2 separate regions of the Zea mays genome follow, and region 1 is linked to region 2. Evidence: chromatin contacts called from public Hi-C data. All regions are on one chromosome and are shown on one strand. Each heading gives the region's core, a stretch centred on a gene start, on an enhancer-like site or on the middle of the called end of the contact. The rest is flanking DNA. Distances are from core to core; before and after follow the strand shown. Region 1 holds the start of LOC103633162 (histone H4). Region 2 holds the start of LOC103633160 (serine/threonine-protein kinase STY46).

Region 1 (6,417 bases), core at 1,616-4,115, 140 kb after region 2:
GATAAAATCATAATATCAGTTACGTACATACTTTTGTAGTGTTGTAGCAGTACCACAATAAATTTGGGGCGTCATTGATTTATAAATGTTAAATTTCTGTGCACATCCAGACAATATTGATATAAGATTGATACCTAAAGGTGGTATGACATTTTGTAATGTGGACGAGGTGTATTTTTTTATAGTCAATATGCATATGAGGTTGGATTTTCGTTGAAGAAATATAGGGAGCGAAAAAATTGTAAATGGTTGAATTGTTCAATGGAAGGAAAGAATGTTGAAAGAGGAGTTGGAAATCCAAGGATGTGTAATCCAAGTTCGAAACGAACAGAGTGCAAGACTGGATGAAACTTAAAAAAAATTACGATGATGCTAAAGAGAATGTTATTTCTGTACGGATTGATCTGGTTAACTTTGAGAATAATAATGAATTCTTAAAGAAAGAAACAGAAAAAGGGCAATTGCAATGCAACAAAACTCATGATCGTGATTATATGGAGTTCCTTAGTGCGATGTAGGAAAGCAGGATTTCACAACATTGCATTATGGGTTTTGTTTCAGAAATGCATGGTGGTCCAGAAAACGTTCCAATAACTGTGCAGGACATGAGTAACATGTAAGTGTATTATTTATTGACAAAATGATTATTATATATTACCGAAACAATCCACATATGTTAAAAAGGTGTAGCGCATAATCATTATGTTTTGACAGGAAGAAAGCATGGCAAAGGGAAAGAAATGCAAATGATATGTCAAAGCTATTATCTTTTTTTCATTATGCAAAAAATATAATCCATAATTTTTTCTGACTTTCAGCTGGACAAAGAAGGGAAGATTTTAAACATATTTTGGTTCCATGCTAGCCAACAAGCCGAGTACATTGACTTTGGTGATGCAGTTAACTTTGATACTACACATAAGACTAATATGTATGATAAGCCATTAGACATGTTTGTTGGTTCGAACCATCACCTACGGTGCACAATATTTGCGTTTGCTTTACTAGGAGACGAGATAGTCGATACATTCGAGTGGGTCTTCAATACGTTCAAAACATGCATAGGATGGGATGGACCACGAGTTACACTAAATGACTTACGCTAAATTAACATTGAAGTTACGCTAATTTGTGTTTCGATATATGAAACAATTGAGTTACTAGAAGGTGAATCTGATTTACGATACAGTTTGTGTAAATATGAAATGCAGGTAAATATCAGAAGGTAAACAGTTCAGTTACACTGATATGTAGATATCAGGTGCAGGAGAGCATAATTACATTTTGTAAACATTCGTGTTACGAGAGGGTTTGCTTCCGGAATCTAGGCATAAAATCTTGACTTCACGGATAGTGTTATTTAGTTAATGACCAACATAAACGAAACAAAAATATAAAATAAAAGATTCGATTGTTACTATCATTACCGGGCAGCATAATCGAACTAAGGCTACTAGCGACTAAAAAAGTTGGTTGTATATGCCAAATCGGTCTGATGGTGACGACAATCTGAATAACTGATGTACTATGTGTGTTTGCTCATATGTTGGCGGCAGCATAATCAAATGTATAGTGAAATAGAAAACTGACGAACTAAATGTAGAACCACGATAAAATCAACGAATTAAATAGAATGTTGGTGATTTAGAACTTACTGATTACCGCTGCTCCAATGCGATTATTTGGTGCTTCCTTCAAATATAGTTGGGTGAACGAACGAAGTGACTCGGTGACACGAATGCGGCGGAGAGAATGAAGGCGACGACGGTGGATGACTGACCGGTGTAAGGAGGGGAATGAGGACCGGCCGATTCCGGAATCTCTGCGGTGGAGAAGATGAAGGCGACGGCGGCGCGTATGTCTAGGTTTCCGCCGTCGCGTGCGTTGCGGGTGAGGAAACCGGAAACACTAATTGATCGAACTGAATGGAACCAATATAATAGCAACTCCAATAGTTCTCAAAACAACTCTTTAAATCTTAAATTTAAGAAGTGAATAGAAAAATGCTTCTCTAATTGTTCTCTAAATAGATTTGCTAAATTTAGTTAGTTGCTATCCAACTATACTTTCCACATTTAGCAACTCGATAACACACTCTTTTTTTCACTTTCTAGCACAGTAGGGTAGCTAGGTCACACACATTTGACACAAATTTCTCCTTTACCGTCGGACCCAACTGCCTCATAGGTTGCGCCACCGGACCACCACTCCTCCATAGTTCATGTCGATCGACCTTTTCTCTTTCGCCCTCGACATTCTCTGCTCTCAACCTTACCGTCAGCCAGATCTCATGGGGCAGGGCTGCCAAAGCAAGATTCAAAATCGAACTACTTCCTAAATATGAGCAACTATTGGAGACTAATTTATTTTTTACTTACAATAGCTATTTAGCAACTTGCTAAAATGGTTTTAGCGAGCTCTTTTTAGAGAACTATTGGAGTTGCTCTAAATTCCGGTTCCACATTTTGGATAACCGGAAAATTTTGGTTCCAAGATTCATCTAACCGAGTTAATTGAACTATTGATAAGGCCTAATAAAACTATCCTAAAATGTTAAATATATAGCTATTTAGTTATCAACTATCATATCATCCCTAGTGTTGTTGGGTGCTCGGAGCGCAGCACAGCAGGCCCCGTCCTTGAGCAGCCTGTCAAAGGCTCAAAGCAAAGCCCACCAGTACCACAAGGTCTAGTACTCTTCGAGCCGGCGAACCTTCGCCACGTCATTGATCCGCTCCAATCGCAGCTAACGAGTCCTCTGCCATCCGATCAAGTTCAACGCCTACGACCCTCACACCCACGGATTCGCTTGTCCACCTGACGAACCGCGGCAAAAGCGCCAAAACCCATCCCACCATCCAAACCCGATTTGACGTCTCCAACGCACTCATCCCCCGAAATTCCTCGCCTCGCGCCCAAAGCACGACTCAAAAATTTCCCCATCTCCCCCCGCGCACTCTCCCAAATCCTCCCCTTTAAACCCACCTCAAATCCTCTCCTACGCCGCACCGAATTCGAGACCTCCAATTCCCTCGTAGCAGCAGCACCAGTAGAGTCTCCTTCCTCTCCGGCGGCGATGTCTGGGCGCGGCAAGGGCGGCAAGGGGCTGGGCAAGGGCGGCGCCAAGCGGCACCGCAAGGTGCTCCGCGACAACATCCAAGGGATCACGAAGCCGGCGATCCGGAGGCTTGCGAGGAGGGGCGGCGTGAAGCGCATCTCCGGGCTCATCTACGAGGAGACCCGCGGCGTGCTCAAGATCTTCCTCGAGAACGTCATCCGCGACGCCGTCACCTACACTGAGCACGCCCGTCGAAAAACCGTCACCGCCATGGACGTCGTCTACGCCCTCAAGCGCCAGGGCCGCACCCTCTACGGGTTCGGCGGCTAAGCGCGCCCTCTCCATCTGGGGGTGGGCCTAGTACTGGTGGCGTTTCTCCTTTGGGTTCCCTGTTCTGTGCTTTCCATTCTGTGGGAAGGTACCAGATTCCTAGATCTATGTTTCGATCTGGTGTTTGGTGGTCCATGTGATGTCGTGTAGTAGTACAAAGAGTTCAACTCCTAGTTGTATCTTAGTTGTTTCCCTTGCAGAAATGAAATGATAACTACGATTACCTAGCAATTCTTGCGGTTCTTGCTCCCGATCTTGGAGCTGCTGTGGCCTTTATTTTTGGTATGAATCCTTTATTGGCATGCTTGGTATCGGCAACCTGATTTCTTTACGACTGGGATTTTGTTCTTACCTTTCCTGTCAGAATACAACCTTGTCTTCAGCTATCACATAAAAAATAGTCTAATTATAAATTAATTGCATTAGCCTGCCTGTAGTGGCTGGGGGCTTGGTCAGGGCTTAGGTTTTTTTTTGCTTTTTAAGTGTCAGTGTTCTAGCTAGGTCTTACTTTGCAAGTTGTTTTGGTTTTTGGTGTTAGTTTTTTTGCCAGTTTTTGTACAATTTTTCTCTTTCGTCTAATATATTGAAATGACAAATCTTTTGCCTTTTTCTTTCAAAAAAAAATAACTGCATAGATAAAAACTACTTCATCCGATCTACTATTAGTTATCGTTTAGAATAGTGATGCGATCTGTAAAATATACCTTTTACCAATGTTTTTTTGTTAAAATATAAATAATCTTTTAATATATTTATACTTTTATAAAATTACTTGTTAAGACAAATAGGTGTATATAAATATTATGTTTTAAAACTATTTGTACTCAAAATTTTATAAGTTTGACTCAAACCATACCTAAAACGATAACTAATATGACACCAGAGTGAGTAAATGATAAGATAAACATATTAAACTTGATTTGCTCATTTGATGGTATAGTAAACATTTATTAATTATGGATTAATTAAATTTAATAAATTTATCTCTCCGTTTAGTCTTTAGTTGTATAATTAATTTTATAATTATATTATACTCCTATTTAATAATCATAATAGGCATCCAAACATTCTAAGACTATCTCCAACCGAGTAGCCAATACAATATGCATACACAAATTGCCTGGCCTTGTAGCACTGTAGCGCTTGGAAAATGCTTCCAACGGACTATGCAAACTAAATACGCATCTACGACGCTGGACCCCTCGGCACCTAAAACTGAGTCCTCTCTACCCACGACTCAAACCCTGGCAAACCAACTGTCGGGAGGGGAGGCCGAAGAGAGCAGCGAGTTGGTGGCGCAGACGACCACCCGCAACGGGCGCACACCCCCACCGGCGACGGCGCACGCGGTCACCGGCAACCGACGCGGACGACCACATCTGAGGTACGTCTCTCTCTCAGGTTCATTGGCCCTTCCGCCTCTCTCAGATCTAGTTGATTTTTTAATCGAAGACGAGATTTCGATCCGTATTGTAGACAGTGATTTATCTTCTCCTTTGCTGCCATATCAATGTCGAACATCCAAAGGATATTTCAGTCACATTTTGTTCTTTTGGCTAGGCTTATCAGAGTATGTTTATTATATCTACAAGTTTGTATACATTTGCTATATGAAACGGTGTCTGAACATGGATTTGTTATAGTACGAGATGGAACAAAATTTTGATGGTTGCACGGATGGTAATGAGCAAGCCCAGGATTTGTTTGGGCAAGACCAGTGGGCTAATGGTTTTACTGCTGCACTTCAAGACTTTGATGATGCTCAGCCTACCCAGGTTTTACTGCAAGCACATTCCTGAACTGATGTTGGTTTAATTTTGTAGTGCTATTTAGCAAAAAAAAATTTATTTTTTACTAGTACAACATGGCCAGCTTCGACCAATCTAGCTAGATGTACGAACATGACTCGGACAGTAATATAGATATGGAGAATGTGGATGCCCCATCAAAGAAATCTCAGAAGGGCACAAAGAAATCTCAGAAGGGCGCAAAACAAAAGGTTGTGTCGAGGAGAGGAGGTTCTTTTACCAAACAGGAGGATATTGTGATTTGCTCGACATTCCTCAATGTTAGCAAAGACCCTATTACAGGTATGTTTTCCGATTACAGTGTTAGCACAGGCACAAGTTGTATATTTTGTATTGAAATTAACAACATGCAGGTGTCAATCAAACTTCGGGTGGGTATTACAAACTCATGCATGAATACTTCAACAAGTGCAAACCAGAAGGTTCCAACCGTAGCCAGATCTCAATTCAACATAGGTTGGGAGCCATACAGAAGGCAGTGAATAAGTTTTGTGCCCTCAAATCATCAGTAGATAGGCACAATGAGAGCAGTAAAAGCGAGCAGGATCGAGTACAATATTCCCAACCTTGTCACATTCGTGTAATTTCAACATATCTAATTTCTAACATGTACCACTTAAATTGCAATTGCAGATTGATGATGCTGTTTTCATGTATGAGAAGGGTGAACCCTTTGTCTTCATGCATTGCTGGAAGCTACTTCGCAACGAGGCGAAATGGAACAATAGGTTCCTAGAGACCATCAGTAAGCCACCATCTTCTCAAGTGCCACCCGAGGCAGGTAAAGGCCACACCACTATGGGACTTGATGAACCAGGAAATGGTGGTACATCAAGACCTGAAGGGCGTGATGCAACAAAGAGGCGTAGAGCGGCTGGAGTGGCAGACTCATCGGCATCAAGCAAGGCAGTTGATGTCCTTCAACGCTTGCATGAGAAATCAGAGATGACAGAGAAGAAGCAAGACCAACAGATGATTGAAATATTGAACAGAAAGGATGAAAAAATTAAAATTCAGAGGGATCTATTGAACCTTCAGAAGAAGCAGGTGAAGGTAAGCATCAAGCAACACAAGAAGGAAGCTGAGATCCGGGAGAAACAAACTGAGGCGCAACTGATCTCAGCCGAGACTGGAATTATGTCAATTGACATAGAGAAGGTCCCTTCCTACCAGAAAAGCTATTATCTGGGCATGCAACGCCAGATACTGGAGCGTCGAGGT
Region 2 (6,694 bases), core at 3,100-5,599:
ATCCTTCGGCGCGGTGACGACACCATTTACCTTCTGCTCTACGTCGACGACATCGTGCTCACGGCATCCAGTGCCGCCCGTCTTCAGCGCACCATTGCCTCCCTGCAGTGCGAGTTCGAGATAAAGGAATTGGGCCCTCTCCGCCACTTCATAGGGGTCACCATGGAGCACCAGCTCTAGGTCCTCTTCCTTCACCAGCGCTAGTACACCATTGACATTCTTGAGCAGGCTGACATGTCAGACTACAAGCCTTGCTCCACACCTGTTGACACTCAAGCGAAGGTCCCTAACAACGACAACGCCTCGATCAACGACGTGATGTCCTACCGAAGCCTCCCCGAGGCTCTACATACCTCACACATTCACTCGGCCCAACATCGCCTACGCAATCCAGTAGGTGTTCCTTCGCATGCGCACCTCGCGGGAACCACACCTCACCACTGCAAAGTGGATTCTTCGCTACCTCTGTGCCACCATCGACTACGGTCTTCTTCTTTGACCCTCTCTGACTTATGAGTTGGTTGCCTACACCGACATCGGCTGCCCCAACACTCGTCGGACCACCTCTGTCTATGTCATGTTCTTGGGCACCAATCTCGTCCCCTAGTCCTCCAAGCAATAGCTTGTCGTCTCCCACTCCAACGCAAAGGCTGAGTATAGTGTTGTGACCAACAGTGTTACCGAGGCGTCTTGGCTCTGTCAGGTGCTCCAGGAGCTTCATAACCTCTTGCACGCGACATCCTCGTCTACGACAACATCAACGTGGTCTACTCCACCAATCCCATGCAGCACTAGCGCACGAAGCACGTGGAGATCGACCTCCACTTCGTCCGTGAGCGTGTCATTGTCGGCAATGTCTGCATCCTCCACGTCCTGACAACTTCGCAATTCACCAACATCTTCACCGAGGGGCTCACATCCACGGTGTTCTCGGAGTTTCGATCCAGTCTCAACATCTTATACGCTAGAGTTGCGACTGCAGGGGGTGTTGGATTACTGTTTTTTGTATCTGTATAAATTGGCTTTGGCCCAGCCCATACTCTTTCAATATATATACACATGCCTACCCTGAATTGGGGTTAGGGTTTCCCATTTAGACATAACAAATAGATCACTCATTGAGTCATTGTGAAATCTCACTGAGAATGTGCCCATAGTGCAGTGGTAGGGATGCAGAAGTGCAACCTACAGGTTGAGAGTTTGATTCCCTATTCCTCACCAGAAATATGTGGTCCAGTAATGGTTGCAGCAGATCCCCTGCTGCAGGTGCATCCTTGCTGTTACTGGGACGTACTGGACAGCCAGGATTCTTTGCCTTTTCTGGACACTGGGGAAGAGAATCTTCTACCTTTCCATCAATGCCTCAGGGAGGTCTTGCACCAAGGGCTTGGTTTTTTTCATGTACTCTAGCTGGTTGCACTGGCTAGGGAGCAAATTTGCACCTAGCTGGCAGGGGTTCGGTCCTTGTTTAATTTAGTTGAAAAAATGGTGGGATGTCTAAGGTGCTGTAAGACAGAATATTATAATAAAGGTACCTAGAAACTAGAGTTTAAAAGCAAAGAATACCTGTACAGGGATCGACAATTATCAGAGGTGCTATCGTGATCTTGATGAGACTTGCTAGCTTCAAGAGCAAGGGCCTCAAGATTTGTAGAAGAACCAAAGGCAGGAGGAGGATGTATGCTGGAAACAAGTCATGCGTGTTAAACAAAGACCAATCAAACGAATATTTTTTTTTGTTGCACATAGCAGTAATGCAAAATAATTGTCATTTGCCAATCTCCAAAATATTAAATAGATGAGAAAAGACAGATACCTCTGCTGCCTGTTCAACAGTCTTGAAGCGACTTCCTCCCCTGCAGTATTCGAATCAGCATCAGTCTGATTCCCATCAAGAATTGGAGATACCTAATGAATCAAGACTCCAATAAGGATAATGATGAACAATAGTTGAATGAACTATGACAAACAATAGTTGAAGGCCTTTATATATTAATTGCTACAGCAAAGGGAGCAGACCCAAGGCTCCCACACCAGGGGGTTTAAATAAGCCGAGGCAAGCCTGCCCTTCAATTGCTAACTTAGCAGCTAGTTATATTATTAATTGCTACAGCAAAGGGAGCAGACCAAAGGCTCCCACACCAGGGGGTTTCAATAAGCCGAGGCAAGCCTGCCCTTCAATTGCTAACTTAGCAGCTAGTTAAAAAAAGAAAAGAAAAAGAAAACTTTATGTACAAAAATAGAAGATGAAATTCAGGAACGATAACATACTACCAATTAAAACAAGGGCATTGACACTTGTGGAAAGCTTAAAATCTAATTTATAGGAATGGTTACTTGGTCAAAAGCAAAACATGCATACACATTGAACTATCGGCACGATCAATTTTCGGAGAAATGCATAAACACAAATGTTTGAATCGACATTTCAATACAATACCATGTGGTCAGCACTCAATAGAATACAAATTTGACATAGTGAAGTAGAATGAAATCCTTACAAGCTCCTCTAGCCAAGTTGGTTAAGTGGTCTGAGTAGCACTCCTCAGGTCCTGGGTTCGACTCCCCGTGGGAGTGAATTTCAGGCTGTGGTTAAAAAAATCCCCTCGTTTGTCCCACACCAAAGCACGGGTCTAAGGCTCAGCCCTGGTCGCAGTCGTTCTCACATGGGCTTCGATGCCGTTGTGTATGGGTGGGGTAGGAGTTCGGGGGTTTTCTCGATCTGTGTGAGAAGGTCTTCTTCTTAATATACAATACTCGGGGTTGTCTTACCCCCGCAGGCAGTGTTATTAAAACTATGTTTAAACGATGTTTAAACTACGTTTAAACGTCAAAACTCTAATTAGAGGTTGAAACCACGTTTTAGCGTTTTGGCGTTCTAAACCGTAAAACGCAGTGTTTTATGCATTTTAGACCATTAGCTACTTTTGGGCCCAGTCTACTAGTTACTTTTGGGGTTCAATCCAACTCATGGGTGAAGTTTTGGTAAGCCAATAACCTCTCTGTTTTGGTATTTAACTTCATATTATTGTCTGAAATTATGATGTATTGGTATTTTTTCTATGTTGTTTAAAACTACGTTTAAACAAAGTTTAAACGTTTAAAAGTCAAAATTTCACCCATGAGCGTTCCAACGTTTTATCGTTTTAATAACCTTGCCCGCAGGTCGAGTTTTTAGAACATAACGAAATTTCCCGTTAGCCCAACCAGTACCCTGACTACTTACTCAGCCTAAACAGCAAGGTATCAATGCAACACCATGTCATTACTTTTATGCTTTTGGCAATGAAGAGGTCAGAAGGATTTGTTGGATTTTTCGATCAAAAGGATAAAGCAATGAGCTCATCTCAGTGGAAGATTAATCCACTACAAAAGGTAATCAGGTGAAACAGTGCATGCTTCTGTTTCGAAGCCGATAGACGCAAAGGATACCTACAACTCAGGTGAGTCCAGCAGTGCAGCCTTGACACAGATGACATAAGTACAGTAAGAAAAAGATCAGAGAACTGGAATTCTCCATTGCAGGAATGGGTCACAACCAAGTGAAACAACCAACTAAATTCAACAGTCGGCAAAACCGTATTGCACATATTAGGACAAGATGTGCTTGACTTTGTCTACTTTAACTAGCTAAGTGCCGTGCAAAATTGCATTCGAAGATCATCACCTGCACGGCCCGCACCGCGAAAGCCGGGCGCTGAGCCGGATCCTTGGCCTGCTCCAGAAGCCGCTTGTGCGTGAGCACGTCCTCCGCCCTCTCCACGTTCACATCCATGGCGTATCTGCAGAAACCAAAGCGAGTGCAGGTGAGCCCAGCCCAGACCGCCGCCCGGAGCGAAAACCGCTGGTGGGGGCGAATTGCATTCGCGCCACGTCACTGTCGGAGGAGGAAGCGCTGTCGCGCGCGTGACCGAGCACGCACCGGGCGGGGAGGCGGTTGAAGTGGTTCCAGAGCTCGTCGTCGAACCCGGGCGCCCGCGCGTCGGGCAGGCCGGCGTCGTGGAGGCGCCGGAGAACCTCTGTGTACACCTCGAGCTTATGGCGCTGCTGCTGCTGCTGCTTCCGCGCCTGCACCGCCGCGGCGGCCGATGACGAGGACGTAGCGAGCTCCGCCGCGCCGCCGCCGGACGCAGCGGCCGCGGCGTGGCTGCCGCAGCTCTCCGCGGCCTCCTCTACCGCCATTCGCCTAAGGCCCTCAGCGCCGCCCACCCGTCCTCCGCTCTAGGTCTCGATCTCCCCCAGGCCCAGTGATTGAGAAAGCGGAGCGAAAGAGATAAATAACCGTGGCCGAGTTTTTTTATGGAGGTGAGGAAAGGAAATTGGAAAGTGAATGAAACGGCAGCGGCCAGCGGGGCGGAGGCGAAAGATTTCCGTTTTGCGGCGACTACCGCCAGCCGAACACTGTTGGCTCAACTCTCACGGTCCACTATATTATTTTCTCCCTATATCGTGCTACCGTGCCACCATTCATTGCCCCGGTTTGTTTCAGCTTTTTTGAGCTTCTGGCCACCAAAAGCTGCTGCGGTCTGCTAAACGTTCAGTTTTTCAGTCAGCTTCTATAAAATTCGTTTGAGTAAAAATCATTCAAAATCAACATAAACACATAATCGGTTGAGTCGTTGCAATAATAGGAATCTGTCACTTTCTAGATCCTGAGTCCTATGGACATCTTTATCTTCTTCCGCACGTAATCCTAATGATACACAGATTCTCCCCACAGCCAGATTCTCAGAAAAGCTGGCCAGAAAAAAACTGAACCAAACAGACCCATTATCTTGTCACCTCAGTAACCTCTCTCTCTATCTCTATCATCTATAACCGTTTTCTCTAAACTATCTCATATATTTTGTTATAACTATAAAATATTATTTTCTATACATATTCATCATTTATTACATTTTTTTCCCAACAAACAAACATCAATGTGCACAGAACTCGAGCGTAGAGGTTTGCTCATCGCCAGCACTAGCACTGTAGCAACCATAGAGTAAACCGGTGAATGCTCTAACGGGGACTGTATCCGCCACATGCAGGAAAACGGAAGTCTGGAGTGCAGCGATGAACGTAGTCTTACCCGGCTGCTGAAAACTTGGCGGGCCCCGGGCTGCGAGTGGGAGAGAGTTGCCATGAAATATCTTAGCATGACATGAGTAAAGGTCATTGCCCCTTTATTTATATGCAAGGTGGGGAGATTGGAGAGAAAGCGAAGATTAGTGGGAGATAAGAAGTATTAATTATGTATAGGTGAAATTAGTTTGAAGAGGTCACTGTATGACACCGGAGGCGTATGTATACATATTAGCATGAGAAAACTTATTAAGAAAATATTTGTAGAGACTTTAAAATGATTCTGAAGGTATTTCTTAGAACAAGAATATTTGGAGAAATATCGGTGAAATATTTAGACAATATTTCTGGAAAAAAATTTGAGGGGATAACTAGGAAAATATTTGTATGATATTTTGAAAAAGATTTTGGGGAGAATATAAACCACTATATTTTATATGTTGAGATCAACTCGCAAACAAACATTTTGAAACGAAATTTAAAATTCATTTTGAATTTAGAGCGAGTTTGTGGAATTTTCAAGATTTGAATTTTCGGGGTGCTACAGATCTACCCCACTTAAAATGAATCTCGTCCTCAAGATTCGGCTTAGAAGGGGTACTTCAGCTACATATCTTTATTATGCAGACTCTTCGAGGAGATGGAACTTCAACAAAAATTTGGCCTTTGAGAAGCATTCGCTTGCCGATTGCAAACGCTGATTCTGGCTACTCAAAGATCATCCTCAGGCTTCTAGCTTTCGCTTGGCAGCTAGCTTACTGAAGAAGTTTTGATACCAACACGCAAACCTTATACAACTTATCCATGGATCCCTTCCTTGATTAGTCTTTTTGTATTTCATCAACAAAACTTGGGTGACAACTTCTCATCCAGAAACTTATATGCTTGGATGATCTGCTCCTCCACAAGCTTGCTACATGCACATGCCTTCTTTTTTTCTCCACAGCATCGACCTTATTGGAGCACTACCCCACTTAAAAAATGAGGGTAGAATTCTTGAATATTAGGGAATTGAACTCCTTGAATTACCTCGTAGCATGGGTGTTACGGGGCCTTCTTCTATTGTTGTTGCTTGAGCAGGCTTGGTAGAGATGACTAACGCCGGGTTGATTTTTCGACAACCTTCTTCTCATCTTCTCTCCGCTTATTTCTCTCTCTTTTCGCTGCCCCTTTCTTTCTCTTTGTTATTCCCACTAGAGGATTCTATAAAAGAGTATTACCATCACACAGAGGAGGAAACCAAAGACTATGAACCATGTACAACAGTCTTCAACCCAAAAATCACCAAGAATTATAATCTTAGGGGCGAGGGAGTGGAAAATGGAGTTGCTTGAGATTTGGCCGAGGGGATTTTTATCGGGGGTGTTTTGCTTTGAGTGGGATAGAAATTGAAGGAGCCGGTGGGGGGTTTATAAGCGAGCGGTGGTGTTCGGTTGTGGGGTGGTGGTGATGGAGCATGTGCCACGTAGCAGCAGGTGCAACAAGGGAAGGAGGGGGTTGTTGTCGGCGGTGATGGCGACGGTGGGTGTGCTGCAAAGGGGGCATGGGGCGGTGGTAGTGCTCATGGAGGCGAGGCACACGTGCGGGGGCACGAGTGAGCGGTGGGGTCAATGACCCTGATGTTTGT

What was found. Hi-C and Micro-C count contacts between places; a contact is called where the count stands out from the background.
Region 1: a contact with region 2 is called in a Hi-C map of endosperm, with 4 times the contacts expected there. The contact joins the promoter of LOC103633162 here to the promoter of LOC103633160 in region 2. A contact is called at or near these places in 8 of 25 Hi-C or Micro-C datasets (bundle sheath, ear, endosperm and 2 more).

The regions. Positions count from the first base shown.
Region 1 is chr7:154,503,192-154,509,608 of Zm-B73-REFERENCE-NAM-5.0, forward strand. It overlaps LOC103633162 (histone H4), which reads left to right and starts at 2,866. Exons shown (of 1, transcript NM_001301452.2): 1 at 2,866-3,689. The coding sequence starts at 3,077. The coding sequence ends at 3,388. It overlaps LOC103633163 (a long non-coding RNA gene), which reads left to right and starts at 5,673. Exons shown (of 3, transcript XR_556378.3): 1 at 5,673-5,746; 2 at 5,830-5,977.
Region 2 is chr7:154,364,742-154,371,435 of Zm-B73-REFERENCE-NAM-5.0, forward strand. It overlaps LOC103633160 (serine/threonine-protein kinase STY46), which reads right to left and starts at 4,350. Exons shown (of 16, transcript XM_008654846.3): 1 at 3,923-4,350; 2 at 3,668-3,782; 3 at 1,817-1,908; 4 at 1,567-1,683. The coding sequence starts at 4,182.